3 separate regions of the Mus musculus genome follow, and all the other regions are linked to region 2. A link is a contact called in public ChIA-PET and HiChIP or PLAC-seq data. All regions are on one chromosome and are shown on one strand. Each heading gives the region's core, a stretch centred on a gene start, on an enhancer-like site or on the middle of the called end of the contact. The rest is flanking DNA. Distances are from core to core; before and after follow the strand shown. Region 1 holds the start of Trim35 (tripartite motif-containing 35). Region 2 holds the start of Elp3 (elongator acetyltransferase complex subunit 3). Region 3 overlaps Extl3 (exostosin-like glycosyltransferase 3).

Region 1 (3,895 bases), core at 450-2,949, 700 kb after region 2:
CTTTTCATGCCATAGAACAATCCTTGCTTTTATTCCTTGATCTCTGCTTTAAACAGAAAGGAGGAGAGAGAAAGAGGAGGGGAGGCTAGAAGGGAGGTAGGCATGCCGTCCTTCTTTGCCAGGGTTTCAGCAGACACCCAAAAGTCCATGCCTTGGAAACTCAATCCTTAAATTGGAGTTGCTAATTGAAATGAGGCTTGTAGAAGGAGGTTCTTCAAATGAGGCGATGAGGGCAGAGCCCAGTCCTTGTTAGCTCTATTCCTGTGAAAGAAACCATGGCCAAAAGACCTCTGGGTCATGGTCTGTTGAGGGATGCCAAGGCAGGGAAACTCAAAGCAGGAACCTGGAAGCAGGAACTGAAGAGGCCACCATGGAGGGGGTACTGCTTAACAGGTGGCTCCTCATGGCTTGCTCAGATTGCTTCTTTATACAAGCACCTGCCCTGGGGGGGGGGGGGTTGAGGGAGTGCATGGGGGGAGGGACATAGCCCACAGGGGACTAGGCCTTCCCAAATCAATCAAGCCTCCTACAGAACCATCTTATGGATGGTTTCTTCCATAAGATGTTTTCTCCCTTCAGGTTTCCTCTTTCCAAATGACTCCAGCTTGCGTCAAGTTGACAAAACTTACCAGCATGGACTTTCCATAAACACCACCAGTGGCTTTACAGGAAGAAGTGAGATCTGAGCAGGCAGGCTTGTCTGTCTGGGCATGTGACTCTCTCTATCGCATCAAGATGCAGCAGGAAGGCTGGCACACAGTTCTTGAATATCCCTGCCTCTGGAACCTCTATTCTTTATAAACCATCCCGTCTGTGGTTCTGGCAAGAGGAATAGGAAAGAGACCCAAACACACTGCCTTTTGTAATTGTTTATCTAGTGCATTTTTTAAAAATTGTTTCATATGATCCCAAGGAATTTGCAAATCTGCAGTGCCTTGCTGAATTAGTGTGTATGTTGGGGTAAGACAGCAGCGGAAGGTTACAAATATCAACTAGGAATGGGCAGCTGGGAACATTCAGACTGCCTTTCTTGCCAGAATCCAAAGTGGATTTTTTTTTTTTTTTTAAGTGTCCCTGTGTAACCCAGGCTGGTCTCAAACTCTTGATCCTCCTGCCCCAGCCTCCCAAATGCTGAGATTACAAGCATGTTCATCACGACTTTCTCACCCTGACTTTAATGAAGATGCCACGAGCATGCTTCCCTATTAATTTCGTTCTCACACGTCCTTTTCACGGAAACCACCATTTTACACTGGAACTCATTTATCCAACCACAAGCCGGGAATCTCAACTCCTCAGGTCTTCCCGCTACCTCGAGGTGGCAGTAAGCCCGACCAAAGTCAGCGGACGACCTATGTGAGGGTTTTGAGAAACCATTCCCAGTGCTGCATGACCTCCCCCCCCCCTACTGCTTTGGGCCCAGGTTCAGACCCCACCTAGGGAGCTCAGGAGTTAAGCCATGGACATCCCTTCCCATCTATACCAGGAGTCTGAGATAGCGGGAATTGCTTAAGGATGGCGGCCCGTGGCTTCACTTCCTATTTGACAACGGAAACCCGACACTGCAGTGGGACGACAGATCCTTCCGCCTTGGAGCTAACGGAGATCGCGGACCACACCTCCTCTGGGAGACCCCGCGCAAGACGGAAGTGGGAGGGTCCACGCCCTCAAAGCCCATCCGTGATTGGTTGGAGCCGCCTTAAGCTCCCAGATCTTCAGCAGGGACAACGCCCGCAGGCTAGGCATGAAGGCGGCGACACCGGTGGTGGTGACGGCGGCTGCTCCTGCGATGGAGCCGGGCCCTTCTGTGTCCCCGGGGCCTTCGCGCTCCTTCAAAGAGGAGCTGCTGTGTGCCGTGTGCTACGACCCGTTCCGCGACGCAGTAACTCTGCGCTGTGGCCACAACTTCTGCCGCCGGTGCGTGAGCGGCTGCTGGGAGGTGCAGACGACGCCCTCGTGTCCGGTGTGCAAGGAACGAGCGGTGCCCGGGGAGCTGCGCACCAACCACACGCTCAACAACCTGGTGGAGACCTTGCTGCGCGAGGAGGCTGAGGGCGCGCGCTGGACCGGTCGCCGGTCCCCGCGCCCCTGCCGTGCGCACCGTGCCCCGCTCACGCTCTTCTGCCTGGAGGACAAGGAGCTGCTGTGCTGTGCTTGCCAGGCCGACGCCCGGCACCAAGAGCATCGTGTGCAGCCCATCAAGGACACTGCGCAAGACTTCCGGGTGAGCACCGCGCCAGCCCGCCCTGGGGACCCCCGGCCTGCCCCTCCCCCTCCTCCAGGCCTAGCAACCATCTTGCCCCCGGTCCAGGCCAATCTGAACAACGATGGGGAATAGTATGGTCTGCAGACATTTGGGCTTGGCGCGGTCATTTTAGAAATGGAAGAGGCCAGGACCTAGCAGAGTTCTAAGGCCTTGAGATTTCCCCTGCCCAGCAGTGCCTTGATCAACGGGTTACAGAGCCGTAAGAAAGGCCTGTGGCGCTTGCCTGCTGCCTTGCTCCTCTTACTCTTAGTATCCAAATATCTGGAGTTCCAGTGGTTATAATTAAACCAAGAGCAGCTGACACAGCAAAACTAGCATGGCGGGGAAGGGTGGGTGTCGGGGCTGTAGGAGATCACGCTAGGCAAGTACTTTACCTCGCAGCTGCACCCCAAGCCTACTTTTGATTTTGAGCCAAGCTCTTAAATTAGCCAGGATGGCCTTGAACTTTTCTTTGCTTGCCTCAGCCTTTCGAGTGGCTGAGATTGCAGGCTTGTGCCACCAGGCCCAGTGAAAAAGTCTTTGTTCTAAAACAGAAAAAAAAAAAAAAAAAAGGCAGACATTTTCGATAACAATTTGACCTAATCGCTTAGATATGCATGCTCCATTGCTTTCCAAAACATTCATACTGACATATTGACTGATTTTTCTTTTTTTAAAGGGTTTCTGAAATGTCCATTTTACTCTGGCAGTATCTTGTTACTTTTCTCGTTTAAAGTCATTGATGTACTGAAACAGCTAAATTTGTTTCATCAGCCACTAACACACGGGTCAGACCCACAGTTGGGAGGGCCCAGGGTTAGCCACTAGGAAGCCTGACATAGTGAAAAGGAGGTACTGTAAGAGCCCACTGGGCCTGATCTTCAGACGCCCTTTCTCCACTTGGTGAAATGTCTTTTTTTGAGAATCAGCAGTTGATGGCAGCTCCATACAGATTGGAAGCAGAGCAGATGGGTGCTGTCTACATCCACGTTCCTCCAGTTATCCATCATATTAGCTCAGCAGTGGTTCATAGTGCCTGTTCCCTCGTTCATTAGTGCTAGATCTCTTATTTGGCATAGCTGAAATAGACAGCCTAGAAGTTTAGGTCCTGGTTCGAATTCCCCTGGGCTAGCAAAGGTACTGATTAGCATGGGTGGTGTCCTCAGAATGGGGTAAAACATCAACCGAAGGCCTGTGATCCAGGGGACAGAGAGCGTGTGGGCCTGGAGACTGCCTTCTGTTCTTGCTGGCTGCCTCGTTTTGATTAGGAGGTCCGAGGGACACTGGAAGTGAGATAGGTGGTAATAATTCCCACTCTCTGGGAGCTTCTAGCAAAAATCTAAAGAACCTAGAGGCATTAACCAGGTGAAGGAGGTGAGGGGAGGTTTTTGCAAGAAGATGCTGCAGCATATAGAAGATTCTAGAAGAGAGGAAGCTTTGGACACCAGGTGAGGCCAGAAGGCTGAAGTCTTATTCTGCATCTTAGAATGGTGGTGCAAAGCCAGTGGGTGCTCAGTGTGAGTGAGCCTTGAAGAGCAGGGAGTGGGGCTGATCTGAAAGATCCCAGGAGTCCTCAGGCTGTGTGCTCAGCCAGATGCAGTGTGGCCTCTTCATGATGTATTCATGTGTGAAATAAACATCCTAAGAACC
Region 2 (4,061 bases), core at 989-3,488:
AATCACAAATGACTCATCCAAGCATAAGCAACCCATCCAAGCCAGAAAAATCTCAGCTCTTTTTGTCAAGGGTCAGGAGAGCCCATCTTTTACCAGCTGACAACAGTGGTGCGCTGTGTTAGCTTGGGTGATGGCAGCAAACACGCCTCCTGCCTGCTGGTGTGAAAAAGAAAGAAGTCATCATAGGAGTGTGGATAAGAACACCATGGAAGTCACCCATTTGAAACTCACAATGACACTGTAAAGTTGGTATTGTCGTCCTATTTTATACATGTAAAACTGGATCAAAGCAAGTTCAGATGTCATTGTAAAGGGCAGGGTTAGATCTCAGGTTCAGGTCTTTTTACCATATTGTGCACTGTGTACTCCACCAACTTAATGAGGCAAAGCTAATACATATCAAACAATGAGAGAGAAGTCTATGGATAGCCAAAGACTAGTGATTTCCCAGCATTCTCAGTTCTACAAAGGTGCCTCAGAGGCTATGTAACAGAGGTGGACTTGGGGTACGGGATGAGCACAGAAGATGAGATATCACCCTGTCAACTTGCATATCTATACATCTCCATCTATTTGGGTGAGTGTGTGTGTGTGTGCATGCATGCGTGTGTGCGCATACACATGCATATGTATTAAGACCACTGCAACTCTGTTTTCTTCTTTCTACATTAAAAACTTCTGCATAAGACTTCATCTAGAGAGTAAGAGGCTGGGCTAACAAAAATAAAAGATCTGAATACTACTTGGGCAAACCAGTAAGAAGTATTTCATGGAGGAAAGAGAATTAGCATCATTAAAGAAAGGTCAGGGTGTAAACCAAGGAACAACAAGAAGGAACAAGGCTAGGCATAAGAACTACCTATTCTGGTGAAAGGAGATCTATCTAACTTGACCACAGGTTGCCTGAGCAGGGTTCAGTAAGTAGACAGTACACTGGCCACTAGGCAAAGGCATTAAACGTAACAGAAAAAAATTATACATTCTCAACTCTGTAACTTAAGAAAAAAAAAGTAGTTTTTTTAAAAGAGAGATTACCAATATAACAAATATGTCAGAAAGCTAAAAAAAGAAAGATACAATCAATGTAGATGATAAACAAAAGCCAGATCTACACACATGAAAACTTCAGTTTGAATCCCTGCTCCCATGTTCGAAGCTAGGCCACATTCATGCCCGTAACGTGGGGACCATGGAGGAGTGGGCAAGGGAGACGGGCTGGCTGGGGCTTGCTGATTGCCAGCCTAGGAATAAACACGTTACAGTAAAGTAAGATCAAACGGATCTAGTGCATGTTGTGTTTGATGTGACAAGTATATAGAACATGTCTAGAAGGGCAGTTCCAGTTAGTGCCAAGAGCGGTGACCAATACCGCACTGACTTTTCATTTGATGCTTCCGATGTCACAGGCAGCTCCTCACACTAAGTATAAACTTTGACTGGAAAAGTTAACCAAACCTCAGCTTTTTCGAGCATGAAATGACAACACGTCTTCAAAATGACTGGGAAAGGCTCAATACCCAGCTATTATTGTGACATCCAACAGTAATATTATCAGACCAACTCTTCAAGGGCAGTACAGAGTTAAGAATGGAATCTATTGCAAAAAAAAAAAAAAGATTTAAAAAAAAATGACTTCATCCTGTTGAAAAAAAAACCAAAAACTGCACAGTTACTCCAGACTACTCCGGAGGTAAAATAAATGCAAGTAAGTCACGTAAAGCTATTGCACAAACTGCACAATCTCTACCTTAAGGAGGCCTTTCCTACTTTAAGATTTAAAAAACAAAAACAAAAAACAAAAACACCTTAAATAAACACGTCCAGTAAATTACCGCAAATTAACCTGCAACTCAACACCTATCTCCTCTGAAAGTTATCTTGGAATAGCAGTACCGTTTACCCATCTACACAAAAAACAACAAGTAGTCTCTTCCAAAGGGGAAGAGAGAAGGGGGCTGTTTTACAAAGGACAGATAGGAAGGGAGGCCCGCCAACCGGGGTCCCGCGGGCCCAGACCAAGCAGTAATTCCCATGGAAAATTGAGCTTCAACCTGTGATCTCAGAGAATCCACTTCCTCCCTTGCGCCCTTGTCCCACGTATTTTGCACCTTTCCTCTTTTGCCTCATCTCTGCGCTGGCGTAGCAATATGCCACCACGTTACCGCGGTTTAGAAGGCGGAGAAACTTAGCAGCCGTAAAGCCGCCCGGGACTGTCGTGAAAACACAGCGACTGTACCATAAAGCTCTTCCCAGAAGGCGGAGCGCGGAGCCCCGCCCTGTCTAGGTGGCAGCTCCCAGCTCTCTGAGACTGGGAGGGGATGTGCACAGTGATTTAGTGGGGCATTGGAGAATTCCTGGGGACCAGAAAGGTGGATCTGGGAAGTAACGATAGTACAGTTTAGACGCTTCTCCAAGAAGCTGGGACGAAAGTGAATTGTAACCAGAGTTCCTTAAGCAAAAGCCTGGCCTTTGACAACTTCTGCAAGAGGGGCTGGGCCACTTGTCGCTAGTATAGCCAACAATGTTGACATAAAGGAGACCAGATTCGCCCTCCCACTGACACCCGGGGTGTTGACATACCTTTTTTTTTTTTTTTTTTTTTTTTTTTTTTAAGTTATGGAAGAATTGAGGGCAGGAGACAAGAGGTATGTTTAAACAGTCCTGGGTTAAGATGTGGTCTGGTTGATCATTATCTCAGTTCTGGTTTTCAAGGTGGTCAAAGTCTTTATCGCTGCATCCCTTCCGGAGATCCATTTAGCTCCTACAAGGTGAGATCATTCAGTGCTCCAAGGTGCAGCCCTGACGAATAATAGTCCTTATATAGGCAGGAGTCTAGCCTTTGAGACTTTGTTTTCTCTGGACTCAAGGTGACTTGTAGGTTTAGGACGATTAATCTTTGTACCTTCAGCCAAAATAAAGGAGACAGGCACAAAATGAAGACAGATACCAGACCTTTATCTTGCACTTAGTTGCTTGTCTAAGTGCCTATTTCAAGAATCTTGGAAGTGAGTAGCCCTTGTGTGGGGACTTGGGAGCTCAGATACACCACACATAGAGATGGGATAGAAATCCCACATACCATGAACATTAAACCTTCAGTGTGATAACGCTAAGTTCTGATTTCCCTAAAAGACAGCAAACAAGAAGCAAGTATCAGTTTGATCTTTCAGGCTTTGCAGCCTAGAGGATTCCTGGGTCTCTGATTTTTCTTGATGACAATCTTGAAAACACTAGGTGAGACACCATGTACAAAATTTTGCAACATCTGGAGATGGGACTTGGAATAACTTTTTCTTGAAACCCTTCCATGACCTCCTTTGTGTATGGACCAAAGATTAAGAATCCTTGATATTAATAAAGAATGGAAGGTGTGATGTTTCAAGTTTCTTATTACCCAGTAGAGTTGAGGTAGCTCTGACTTGGTTGTCACCACTACACTGAAACTGTCCTGGTCAAGACTTTGAGATTTTTCAGTGTACCAAATTATCTTAATACCACCCTCTTGTCAACAAAACTAACTTCCCTGAAAATATTTTTTTAGATAAGGGCCCCCCACTCTAGAATTTTCAATCATTATTATTATTTCAGTCTCTTATAGATATCTCTGTCTCACTTCAAGCTAATAATGGTCTTATTGATCCTGTCTCTTTCTAGCGATTCTGGAGTTCCATGGTCTTTAAATATCATCTTTCTACTCTCAGATTTATAGTTCAACCTCCGCTTCTTCCCTATTTGACATCTCGGTAGATTTTGATGTCGAATGTGTATCTCGGAATCAACACATAAGACAGAAATCCTCTGTGGCCCTGTGCTGGTTGGTCTTATGTCAACTTGACACATAGACGAGAGCTATCTGGAGGGAGGGTAACTCAATTGAGAAAAGACAGTCATAAAATCTGAGTGTAAGGCATTTTCTTAAGTAGAGATTGAAGTCGGAGGGCCCAGTCCATTGTGGGAGGTGCCTTCTGGGGATGGGGATGGTCCTGGGTTCTATAAGAAAGCAGGCTGAACAAGCCAGGGGCTTCTACATCAGCTCCTGCCTCCAGGTTCCTTCTCTGAGT
Region 3 (4,229 bases), core at 92-2,591, 520 kb before region 2:
GTATATGCCAGCACAGCTGGCTCCCTCCTTATTCTTTAAAAGACCTGACTAGGCTAGACCAGAAAGCCAGGAATCAAATAGCAGACAAGCTCTGGACTGGATTCACAAGCAAGTTTGTGCATAAGTTCACTGAAGTCCATCCCTGAGATGACTGTCAAGAAGCCTAAGAGGGAAGATGGGGGAAGAGCTCTGATTCGGAAGCCAAATGCGGAGGCTTCAACCTTCAGCCCAGCACAGGGGAGGTGGGAGCAGGAGGAATCTAGGTGCTCAACTCAGCAGCCAACCATTGCGGGGTTTCAGCAACAAAATCCTGACAGAGACTTAGTCATTCCTAAACGCACTGTACACAGCTCTGCACTGGTCTCTAGGAGTTTGCGAAAAGCATGGCAAATGTCAAAGACACGAGTCAACCGAAAGGAACTTAAAAAACATGCCCATTTTTGTTGGGGTTTTGTTTCAAATTACAACAGTACTGTCCTCCACCCCAGCCCCCAGGAGTGGCTGTTTCTTTACATTGTGCCAGGAAGGTATACGGACGTACTTTGTGTTACACTTTGGTAACTCAGAAGACTAGCTTTCAAATTACTGCTTCAATTAGGAGGCTGGCATCGACCAGAAGGAATGGTACATATACTGCCTGCCTCCAAGATGTCCAACGCACATCAAATAACCACGCGGATGAGTAAGTAGGTAAGCAGAACCAGGAAGCAGTGGGCTCTGCTATCCCAAACATTCAACGCAATGGGGAGTGCTTAGGAATGACAGGGCTAAGTCAGGAGGCCCCTTAGTATTTGCTCCGATTTATTTTTTCCTCTTGCTGCGCTGTTCAGGCAGGCCCTGAACTCAGTGTGTAGCCCAGGCTGGCCTTTAACATGCAGTCTTCCTGCTTCACCTATGTAGCCCAGGCTGGCTACATAGGCTTGCAGTTCTCCTGGCTCTACCTCTGGATGCTGAGATACGATACAAGTGTATAGTGTATGTACCACAACATCTGACCCCTAGCCTTGCTTTCTAATGCGGAGAGCATCTCTTGGCCTACATCAGTCATGTTGGAGGAACTCACAGGAACACTGGCTTGCTTCACACAGCACATTCCCAGGTCAGCTGGCCTTCTGTCACCATCCTTCAGAGAAGCCCAGACTCCTGTCACATCCTTCTTCGTAGCACAGGGCAGTGGCCAGGACAGCAATCCAGACCTAGCACTTCACACCATTAAGTTCACACTGGCTCAGCCCAGCCTAACATCCTCCAGCCTCTAACAATGCCTCGAGCATAGCACACTTCCGTAGCCAGCCTTGTCATCACACAGGCACCAGACGGAAACAGCGGCTACTTCCTCTGACTTAAAGCAGACCACAGAGCTCAGGAATGAAGAGCTTGAGGCCTAGGAAGCCGCATCTATCTATGAGTTTCTAACACATGAGCACCAACATCAAAGAGCTTGGGGGGTGGTGCGGGAAGGGAGTCGCCTACTCTGTGAACAAGGGGGAGGGGCCAAGAACAATCAAGGGGGTGGGAGTTGAGAGTAACACCATGAACTCATTTTCATTCATAACTATGAGGCTAACATGCACAGAAAAAGTGCCTGTCTTAACTTATGAGGCACGTCTATTTGAAGTTTTAAAAGCAGTGCTGATGAAGCCTGTGAAAACATTACTCAGACAGCACAAAGCAGAGGGCAGCCTCCAGGGAGAAGATGCACACAGAGACCGCCGCGCTCAGCACCGCTGAGAAACCGCTGAGACACCGCTGAGACAGCTCACAAACGGGGCTTGGCAGGCACCCCTGTCCCAGTCTGCCGAACTCGGGACCAGCTGGATTACAAATGGCAAGTTCCAGCCCTAACAGCAAGCCTCTGCCTTCCACACAGCGCCACTGCCTAAAGCCACTGCATCTTTAAACTGGCACGGCCTCTTCCAGCTTTCCTCACACTTTGCACAGTTACTTTACAATCCTAGTTTTATACATGACATATTTATATTATTTACTCATAAGCGATCATAGGCCCTTTAAACATCTACAATTCTTGCTGATTACACTCGTGAGTCCTGGCAGCTTTCATTCTTCCTGTGAAGCTCATTCCTGAATGGTAAAGAAGGGAAACGGGCAAGCCACCCAGACACACTCTGGAGAAGCGGTGAAAGTTGTCCCCACTGACTCGCCACCGTCGGGTTTACATGTAATATTTTAAAGAATAGAGTGCAAAGAGGTTGAGAAAATACACATATTGCATCTCTGAGGGGTGAGCTTTTGCAATGCCCTCTTGGCTTCCAGGATGTGCCATGGAGAAAGCCAGGGAGTGACAAGGGAAGAAGGACCCAGAGGCAGTTCCTGCCCATCTCTCTCTTCTCTGTACTAAGAGGCCATGTAGGAAACAAAGTTAAAGGCAGGCTGTTGGCAAGGCACACTATTCCCCAAACAGAAGTCTCCATGTTCAATTCCAGCACCAGTCAGGACAGCAGAGGACACTGGAAGCCAGCCTGGAATCACTAATGTTTTCTTGGACTTGCCAAGAAACAGAAGTGTCCCTTCCACTGCAGCTCAAGCCTTGAAACACCACAGGACATGCCGAGAGACTGGTGAGTGTTCTTAAAAGGCCATTCTACGATTTTCTACAGTCTAAAATAAAGTTGACTAAATTTTTGGTGTGTCAAAAAGGAAAATTATCTAGAGCAGTGATTCTCAGCCTTCCTAATGCTGTGACCCTTTAATACAATTTCGATGCTGCGGTGCCCACCCCCCACCATAAAATTACTTTCATTGCTACTTCATAACTGTAATTTTGCTACTGTTAGAAAAAAATCATAATGTAGGTATTTTTAGAGACAGAAGCTTGCCAAAGGGGCCAGAACCCATAGGCTGAGAACCACTGATCTAGAGGGCTCTGCTTCTGGGAGGGCTGCTGTCAAAATCAATCCCTACAGATGACAACTATAAAATCTAGACAAACTTTAAAGACTCCTCAAAGAGATGCTGAAGAGATAGCTCAGTGGCTAAGAGCACTGGCTATTCTCCCAAAGTAACCAGGTTCAATTCTCACCACCCACATGGCAGCTCATAACCATCTGCAATTCTAGTTCCAAAGGATGGATGGATGGATGGATCTCTCCCTCTCCCTCTCTCTCTCTCTCCCCCCTCCCCCCTTCCCTCCCTCCCACGCACACACACATGCATGCAGGCAGACCACCAATGTACATAAAATACAAATAAATTACTTTAAAAACAAAACCTCTTCAAAAGAAAATGAATGACAGATGCAAGGGACTAAGACTCAGGCAGGGTCGAGGCTGAGAATGCTTTGCCCTGAGGTGAGGCCAGACCTGGCTCTAAAGGGCAGCTGGAGCACTGGGGGGAAACTTTCTGCCTTGAGTACCAGGAGATTTTGTGGGTCCCTGAAAGGAAAAGATTAAGAAATACAGACAGGGAAGGGAGCTCAGTGTGTCGAGTATAAACTACCCGACTCCAGCCCATTCCTACTCCAGGCTGCTCTGACCCCTGCTCTCACAGAACAGGCAAACATAAACTCAACAAATACTGGGGCAACCATCAACAGCCAAAAACCCTTTGTGTCCCAGCCAATAAGCCCCCCCCCACCCGCCCCCCGACACACACAAAAATACCTGTACTTTCAAAAACAAATAAAAATTCCAGAACTAAGCCATGGCCTCAGATAAACTACAGACACCCAAACATGCCGGGAAGGCTCGGAAGCAGCTGGAGGAAACCATAACTTACACATGGGGCAACGGTCTGAGAAGCCAACGCTGCACACCCAGGTGCGGCACATCCAGGTGCAGTGGACCAGCTGTACAGCGTTGTCCCCAAACTATCAGGAGCCCTGCATGAGACTGGACACCCAATCCCTTGGCACGGGAATGCTCTTCTTTCTTTGTAAAGATTTATTCGTTTTATTCTATGTGTGCTTTGCCTGAATGTATGTTGGTATACCATGTGTGTCCCCACTGCCTGCAGCAGTCAGAAGAGGGTGTGGGATGCCTGGGAACTAGAGTTATGGGTGGTCGTGAGCCACCACGTGGGCACTTGGAACAGAACACAGGTCTTCTGCAAGAGCAACAAGTGCTCTTGCTTGCTGAGCTCTCTCTCCAGCCCTCCTTTGATTGGCATTAGGCATCTCTCCATCACCACCTCTCAGTCTTCCTACACTCATATGGAGGGCCTCTCAGTAGCCTGATAGCACTGCTCCTCTGCTCAATAGCTCTGGACCTGAG

Evidence for each region. ChIA-PET counts read pairs in DNA pulled down with a chosen protein or histone mark. HiChIP or PLAC-seq counts read pairs in DNA pulled down with a chosen protein or histone mark.
Region 1: an H3K27ac HiChIP or PLAC-seq map of microglia shows a contact between it and region 2, with 5 times the contacts expected there. The contact joins the promoter of Trim35 here to the promoter of Elp3 in region 2. A contact is called at or near these places in 1 of 39 promoter capture datasets (embryonic stem cells), 4 of 484 Hi-C or Micro-C datasets (the Ba/F3 cell line, the N1E-115 cell line, cortical neurons and 1 more) and 1 of 115 datasets of contacts at active chromatin or transcription factors (microglia).
Region 3: a contact with region 2 is called in an RNA polymerase II ChIA-PET map of memory CD8 T cells, with 16 read pairs. The contact joins the enhancer-like site here to the promoter of Elp3 in region 2. A contact is called at or near these places in 1 of 39 promoter capture datasets (liver), 2 of 484 Hi-C or Micro-C datasets (LSK cells and Th1 cells) and 3 of 115 datasets of contacts at active chromatin or transcription factors (bone marrow-derived macrophages, cardiomyocytes and memory CD8 T cells).

Annotation. Positions count from the first base shown.
Region 1 is chr14:66,295,326-66,299,220 of GRCm38.p6, forward strand. Trim35 (tripartite motif-containing 35) reads left to right here and starts at 1,700. Exons shown (of 6, transcript NM_029979.3): 1 at 1,700-2,224. The coding sequence starts at 1,745. It overlaps 1700001G11Rik (RIKEN cDNA 1700001G11 gene), which reads right to left and starts at 1,804. Exons shown (of 3, transcript NR_038077.1): 1 at 1,484-1,804; 2 at 630-819; 3 at 2-261.
Region 2 is chr14:65,590,874-65,594,934 of GRCm38.p6, forward strand. It overlaps Elp3 (elongator acetyltransferase complex subunit 3), which reads right to left and starts at 2,239. Exons shown (of 15, transcript NM_001253812.1): 1 at 2,052-2,239. The coding sequence starts at 2,127. It also overlaps a transcript of Nuggc not described here.
Region 3 is chr14:65,069,755-65,073,983 of GRCm38.p6, forward strand. All of the region lies in intron 3 of Extl3 (exostosin-like glycosyltransferase 3), which reads right to left. Among named protein-coding and RNA genes, the nearest start is that of Gm52118, 25 kb to the left of the region's middle. Within about 2 kb of position 1,342, at least 134 of the 459 cell types and tissues checked have an H3K27ac peak or open chromatin away from gene starts, as enhancers often do. A contact at or near this core is called in Th1 cells, bone marrow-derived macrophages and memory CD8 T cells, where this site is marked.